2 separate regions of the Gossypium hirsutum genome follow, and region 2 is linked to region 1. The links are chromatin contacts, called in public Hi-C maps. All regions are on one chromosome and are shown on one strand. Each heading gives the region's core, a stretch centred on a gene start, on an enhancer-like site or on the middle of the called end of the contact. The rest is flanking DNA. Distances are from core to core; before and after follow the strand shown. Region 1 holds the start of LOC107916037 (E3 ubiquitin-protein ligase Topors). Region 2 holds the start of LOC107916071 (protein SRG1).

What was found. Hi-C and Micro-C count contacts between places; a contact is called where the count stands out from the background.
Region 2: a Hi-C map of leaf shows a contact between it and region 1, with 2.1 times the contacts expected there. The contact joins the promoter of LOC107916071 here to the promoter of LOC107916037 in region 1. A contact is called at or near these places in 2 of 34 Hi-C or Micro-C datasets (both in leaf).

Annotation. Positions count from the first base shown.
Region 1 is chrD10:48,952,266-48,956,201 of Gossypium_hirsutum_v2.1, reverse strand. LOC107916037 (E3 ubiquitin-protein ligase Topors) reads right to left here and starts at 1,874. Exons shown (of 5, transcript XM_016845209.2): 1 at 1,345-1,874; 2 at 1,097-1,234; 3 at 964-1,021; 4 at 556-818; 5 at 1-474. The coding sequence starts at 1,697. The coding sequence ends at 405.
Region 2 is chrD10:49,378,965-49,382,769 of Gossypium_hirsutum_v2.1, reverse strand. LOC107916071 (protein SRG1) reads right to left here and starts at 1,599. Exons shown (of 4, transcript XM_016845240.2): 1 at 1,280-1,599; 2 at 964-1,211; 3 at 568-895; 4 at 59-484. The coding sequence starts at 1,525. The coding sequence ends at 224.

The DNA.
Region 1 (3,936 bases), core at 625-3,124:
GGGCAACTGACGTGTTTAATCTGCTCTACTTATCTGACGGCTATTACAAGAATTTGTTGGTTGGCACCTGGCTTGCTTGCAACTCCGGCTGACATGTTTAATGTGCTCTGCTCTACTTATTCGACGGCTACCAAAGCCCCTGCTTCTTGGATCTCTCAACTTCAAGCAATTTGATAGTACTGAGCACATTTTTTCTTTCATCAGTTAAGGCCTAGCTTCAGAATTTGATTAAATCCTTCAATCTCTAAGCTGTGCCATTTTACCTGATGGCTTAAAAACTGATAGTGCAGCCATCACCAGACCATCGAGGATAACAAGCTCTGAAGGAACTGATCTCTTACGCCACAGATATAGTGTGTAGACGAGATATCAGTTAAAATAATATGCAACTCGGCTAAGTGACGCTACTTCAACTGTCTATACTCAACTACTGCATCATAAGTTTCCATGGTAAATGGACTATCCACAAAGCATCTGGTATACATTTCTGAAAATTAATAATAACAGAAAAGGAAATCTTCAAGCAAATCAAAAAAGCAAAGGTGTATAACTCACCTGAGTTCATGCCAAAACATGTTGGTTCGGTGGTGCAAAAAAGGTTCCAAAGGAGCAAGAAAGTTGTCGTTGACAAAACTGAGCTGTGTCGAAGAGGCGGAAGAGCCATCTTCATGTCTAGAGAAGAGAAGCGAGGACACAACATGAAGAATGATTGATGGATCTGGATCTCCGAGGATAGCCTTAAGCTCCCTTTGAATCCATGGTTCTATTCTTCGCAGTAGTTTCTCTTTCTCAAAATCATTCCTAATCCTAGGAACATTCTGAAAGCAAAGAGATAACGCATCAAAATGATGGAAAATAACCCTTCCTTGCTAATCAAATCCACTAATTTATCATATACGTCACATTTCAAATATATGGAAAAAAAAATGCAAACCTTCAAAGAACTAAACCAGGTAAACCTACCTGCTGAAAACCATTACCATGATATATAGGCACAGCTTGCAGCCGTCGGTTATACACACTGCAAGAGAAACCCTATCAGCCATTTAATCTTAGAATTAGGCAAATATAACTAAATTGGGTCTTCATAAGGTACCTGGCACGCCATTGAAGCTTCCTTTCGGCGATAACATGAGGCGACATAGTCCCGGGTCGCCCAAAAGATCGCCGCCAAGGCAACGGTCTCGTTCTCCGGTTAACATCGTTCATTTCTCTTCTGGTCCTTTCGATGATCCTAACCAAATAATTAAAAAGAAAAAAAAAAGAGTAACCTAAACAATCAACTCTTTTATTCGACTTACAATTAAATAGTCAGATAATCGTTAATCAAAAAAGAAAACTCACCGTCGACGATCAGCTACGGTGGACCGTGGTCGTGGAATAACTGATTTGCAGTCGGAGATAGCAGGTAACTGCTGTTTGAGGTATCTTAGAGAGGAGAGATCGATTTTGTAGAACCAAGAATCGAAGGTGGAATTGCAGAGAGGGCAATTCCTCTTCAAATCGCTCCACTTGTGGATGCAGTCCAAGCAGTAAGCGTGGAAACAAACGGTGAGAACCGCCGCTCCAGGAACGTCGATGGTTCTCAAGCATATGGGACATGTTTTGTCGACGATGGCCGGAGAAATTACTCTTCGTATGAATCTCTGGATGTTCGGTTTCCCCAATGGTTTCGGTGAAGACGAGGGTGAATCCATTTGGGGAAAGAGAAGAGAAAAGAAGTTGGTCTTTAGATCATGGATTTTTATGTTGTCGCTGAAAGGCGGTGTTGCCGTCGTGGGTCGACAAGTCAAACGAAACTCCCAAAAATATATAGGGATAATACAATATTGTCACCTCACATTAGCTTTAGAATTCAATTTGGTGCCTATATCATCTTTTAGGCTTAAATAATGATATGATACTTAAACTATACTTTCTTTTTTCTTTCTCACTAAATTTTGTTTTGCCATAAGTGGTATCTAAATTTTTGTTCGTTATCCAAAATAGTACCTAAACTATACCTTTTTCTTAAGTTGGTACATAAACATATTTATGGTCACAAGTGCTACTTAAACCATACTTCAATACCCAACATGATACCTAAATTATATTTCATTACCCAAATTACTTAATCGTTAAACAAAAATATTTTAACCAACCATTTTGCGACACGTGATACTTTATGTTAAAATAAAATTCAAAGAATATAATTAAATTAAATTATAAAAATATCAAATTAAATTAAATTAAAACTTTTCAATTCCTTTTACACTCTCTCCCTACAATTCTTTTTTTTCTTTTAATTTTTTTCTACCCAGTTTCTACCCAATATTTGGATTTCATTCTTTATTTGTACTTTATTCATTATAGAGATTCATATAACATTAACTATTTTATACAAAGTACATAGAAAAAACAAAAAAAAAGTTATTTTTAAGAAAAATAATAGACAAGTTTTGATCGAGGTTTAAAAATGGAGAAGAAACTCACTAAAATCCGGGTTTTGTCGTCAACTAGGTTTGAATAGGTTTTTCGATGAGTTCTTTATTTTTCCACAATCAGATTTCTTCATTGAAGAACAAAAAAGATAAATATGTTTACAAATTTTAGAAATAATATTTAACTTTTTTGGGAACTTTGTAGTACCATGTGTCACAAAATAATTGGCTAAGAGGGCTTTTTTTAACTACTGAAGTAATTTGGATAATTGAGTATAGTTTAAGTACTACTTTGGGTATTGGAGTATACTTTATATATCACTCGTAACCAAAAAAAATGTTTAGCTATCAACCTGGGAAAATTTTTTATAATTTAGGTACCATTTTGTGGTATAATTTAGGCACCACTCGTCCAAAAAAAAGTTGAAATACCAACTTGAAAAAAAAGAGATATAATTTAAGTACCATTTTGTGGTATAGTTTAGGTACCACTCGACCAAATAAAAGTTGAAATACAAACTTGAAAAAAAACAATATAGTTTAAGTACCATTTTATGGCTTAAGCCTATTTTTTATCATCAAATAGATACATTTTGGCTTCAAATAGCCCAAAATGTTTACTCATTAAATTTTAAAATATATATCATTTAAGGTTAATCTCAAATAAACACTTGTTATCTAATGTGCCATTCTAGATATTTAAGGTAATTTGCTCAAGTCATATTTTAAATAATTATGATATAATCATTAACATTATTTATTATGTTATGATCATTCAACTGTTAATTCTCGTTAAAAAGTGTAACAACAAGTTAATGCGGCAATTAATATGATCTTTTCAGATAAATTCTTTTGTCAAATCATACAACTAAAACAAATTTCATTCTTTTTCTTTTATTCTCCTTTTTTTTTTCTTTATTTTCAATATCTTCTTCTCCCTTTCTTTTTATCTCTTCTCCCTTCATCAGGAAACCTTTAACAAAATTCCAATGTTAAAATTTTATTAAGATGGCCCAAAAGAATCTTATTTTAATGAAGAAAGATACAAGTTCTCTTCTTCTTCCTATGCTATAATGAAATCCAACAAATTAAGTTTTTGATGTTGTATGATGAAATTCCATTGCTCTGAACTAAAATTATTGCCTTTAGATTGAACCTAATCTGTTCCATAAAAGTTCATATCATTATTGATATTAGTCATTGTTAGAATTAAGTGACCCGAATCCTTATTTAAATCAAATACAGTGGTAAAATAAAATAAAAGTAAAATCCCTATAGAATTATATTTATTTTATTTTATTTTTAGAATAAGGTTTTTTAAACTTTATTAAACTCTATCTATTTGATATTGATTAGAATAAGGTGTTTCAATCTTACTACACTCCTATTAGAATATGGTTTTACAAGCCTATAAATAGACATAACCTACTCTTCTTGTAATAATTCGAATTAGACATAGTGAATTTTCTTCTCCTCTGCCCGTGGTTTTTTTTCGAAAGAGTTTCCACGTAAAATC
Region 2 (3,805 bases), core at 350-2,849, 430 kb before region 1:
GCAGGTACTAATTTGAAAATGTTGTTTAGAGACAAAGCACACAATTTGACAAGAAAGCTTTACTAAACAAAGGTCCCACCAAGCTTCCATAAGCTGATATGCATTTGGGAAAACTTTGTTACAGAAGAAACAGCGCAGTCCACCATGATAGAAGCTCATTTCTTACAGTTAAATAGTACAAGAATAGTGATCTAGGGGGGGGGAGACCAAAGTGGAATCCTTGTTAATTCGAGGTCTTGGATTGGATCTTTGCGAAATCCAGGGTTCTTTTGCCTTGCAACTTGTTGGTTACGTAATGTTTACTGTACTCTCCATGATTGTATCTTCTGTATCTGCATGGATTCTTCTCATCCACCAGTTCTGCCATTGGACCAAGTTCTGTGTCATAGCTTGGAGCATAGAAAGTGACGATTGAAAGGCGGTCTCTCTCTTTGTGAGTTACTGCTCTATGCTCCACACTCTTGTATTTTCCATTTGTAAGAACCTGTACAACAAGAGATTTCAGAACTGATATTGGAACATTGTTATTAACAGAGTGTTTACCCATAATGGTTCCGGGTTTCTTACTTCTAGAGTGTCACCGATGTTGATGGCTAGTGCATTTGGAATAGGCTGAACAGGCACCCACGTTTGGCCCTTAAGGATTTGAAGACCAACTGAGCTATCTTTTCCCTGCTGCAACACTGTAAGGGCACTTCCATCTGAATGTGGACTAAGGCCCAAAACAAGGTCAGGTCTTGAACATGGAGGATAATAATTCATCCTTACTGCTTGCACAGCCACTCCGAACATTTCTTCAAAAACATCCCCTTTTAGTCCAAGGCTCACTGCTATATACTTCAGAAGTGTCTTGCAAAGTTTCCTCACTTCTCTTGAATAAATTTCTAAAGTTTCTCTGAAAAACAAAAAAGAGAGTTACATCTGTATACTTCAAGGTTCATATTTAGTGTTATTTGTGATTACCTGAAGTTAACTGGTTTTGATGGCCAGAGTTTTGGGTTCCTTATACAAGGTGGCTCAACACCAAGAGCAAACATATTGCACCAATCCAACTTCTGGTTCTCTGAGATCACAAAAGCTTGACCATAGCCCTGAACTGTCCCTGGAGCCATTGGATACTTTTGTTTCTCCTGTAAAGGTAACATGAAGAAATCCTTGGCTACGTTTTCAATGTCTTCAACAACATTCAGATCAATCCCATGGTTCAGTACCTGAAATGCAATCAGTCATTAACTTCCATACTTCAAACAAAACAAAGACAATCTGACTGTTTTAGTACCTGGAAAAATCCCCATTCTTCACAGGCAGTTTTAAGCTGCATAACTTCATCTTTGTCTGTTTTCACGAGCTTAGAAAGATCAATGATGGGAATGTCAAGAGATGATGATAGATTTGGAACAACTTTTGGCCTATCAGCCATGTCTCTGATAAATCTTTCAGGAACCGTGGCTGGTTTAGCTTTTCTTAGTTCTTGGACATCATCAATATGTCCAACTTTAATTGGTAAACTAGGCACTGGAGCCATGTTATAGAATTGAAAGACTGGTAAATATGTAACCAGATTTACTTGGAAGTTCTCTCAGATGGAGCCTGTATTTATAGACGGAGAAAATCTGTAGTTTTGCACATTATTGTAGTGTTAATGTGAGTTGAGGGGCTAACAGTTGTGTGATGTCACTTTTGTTTTGTAGCCCTCCGAACGAACTTGGTTAAGCCCCCAGGTTGATGAACTTACAGATTGAGTAAATCAGCAGTTGTGCACATTGTATTATTGCAGTGTTAATATGATTTGTGGAGCTAATAGTAGGCTGATTTTGTATTTTATTATAAAAATAATGTATTTTTAAAAATTATGATATTTTTTCAAAAATTGATCTTATCACGATAGGTTCAGTGTTACATGTTAATTCAGTTTAATATTATTATTTTTAAAATTTAAAGTGTGATACATCGTTACATGCATGATAAATAGGATATATGATATAGTGGGATCACATTTTTTAGAGAGAAAATCTAACATATTTTTCTAATAATTTAAGTATCATCATATATTGTTAAATAATTTTATAAAGTAGTCATGATTTTGTGAGTGAAATATTGGACTCTTCAGAATAACAAGTAGTTCGAAGGAGTGAAAATAAATTTTTTTTCTAAACATTTAAACCAAATTCGAATCTTAAAGTCGTCATTATTGATCAAGCTTTATCTAAATATCACATTTGTGATTATACCAAACAAAAAATATTAGATTTTTCATTGCAAAAATCATTGGAACTCCGCTAGACTTGGCTTAGATTTCACCTTGGGTATATGAACCCACTTGGGTAAGCCCAAGGTTCAAAAGTTAGATATTGAAAATCTCAGTTACAAAACCCAAGTCTCCATCAATGCAAACGAAGCTTCAAATTTTCTTCGGATAAGATTGAGACCGACTCTTATCTAAAAAAACTCAAACTCGAGCCACCACATGAACCATCAATGGTCCCTATCTTTACTTCATTTTCATTTGAAAGTGTGGCCCTTACTTTTCCCATTTTGTTAACAGTTCACCATCTGTATTTTCTTTAAGGAAAGAAAAAAACAGGCGTGAATTGCAACAGTTTGATGTGAGAACTCGACACACGGGTAGTCTAAATGGTCACTCTTGAATTGGCCTTTCCCAATCAAGTGACCTGCTTAAATGCTTTCATGTCTTTACATACATACATAGCATAACATGCATGCATGCGTGTTTCTCTGAATTTGTTTGATTGTAAGTTTGCATCAGATGATGAGTGAATGAAATGGAGCTTGTGAAGAAAAGGAAAAGAGTTAAAAAAAAAGGGAGGGGGGGGGGCAATGGAATCTAGTAGTGGGTAAATGGTACACTAAAATTGTGTATCATTAGAGTTTTTTTTCAGACTTAGTGAGTGGCAGTAGTACCCGTAGGGGCCATCTTCATTTTGTGATGAAGTTAACATGTCCCCTTTTCTGCAGACCAATTCTAGTGATGTTTTTTTGTCAATTTGCCTTTGTTTATCCCCCCCTTTTTTTAGTTTTTCATTTTGGTATCTTTAGATCATCCTAACTTAACCTTTTAGGCACTAATACTTTAGTTTTTAGTATAAGTTTTTATAACATTTTTTAACTCTACTTATTCAGATTCAAGTCTGAGTGTCTAAATTTGTAGAGGACGTCCATATTCGAATATGTGCTCAACATGAATCTTCAAAAACAATGATTTAACTTACACTTGTTATTGAAACTTCCTGCATGTTGTTGATCCACATTAACAAGGCTACCAAGTAGCAGCTAGAACTTTTCAACAGGGGTTTGAATGTATCAGCCGCCTTTTATTTCTCATCTTGACTCTATTCTAAATTGATTATAAAGCTCAATTAAACTCATACATGACAAGACTTTAAATAAATACATCATGCAGTTATTTGTACTAAAAATCGATTTGCATTTTATTTTCTTCACTCAAAAAATGGACAAATTTATCATTATACATTAGATCAAAGAACAAATTGGTTATTCTATTAAAAGTTTCATCCATTTCTACTATTAAAAATTAATCTTTACAAATTGCCATATTATTTTGCTAGTAAGACTAGTTTTTAACAGAAAAATTAAAAAGAATTTCACTAGAAAATATCAATTTGTTCTTTAATCAAGTGAATATAGATTAATTTGCTGTTTTTTAAATAAATAGAAAAAGTTTAATCTATCTTTAAATATAAGACTTCAAATCTTAAAGTAACAAAATTGAAGTAGTATAAGATAAATAAGGTAGTGTAGCACACAAACAGAGTCTCTTATCCAC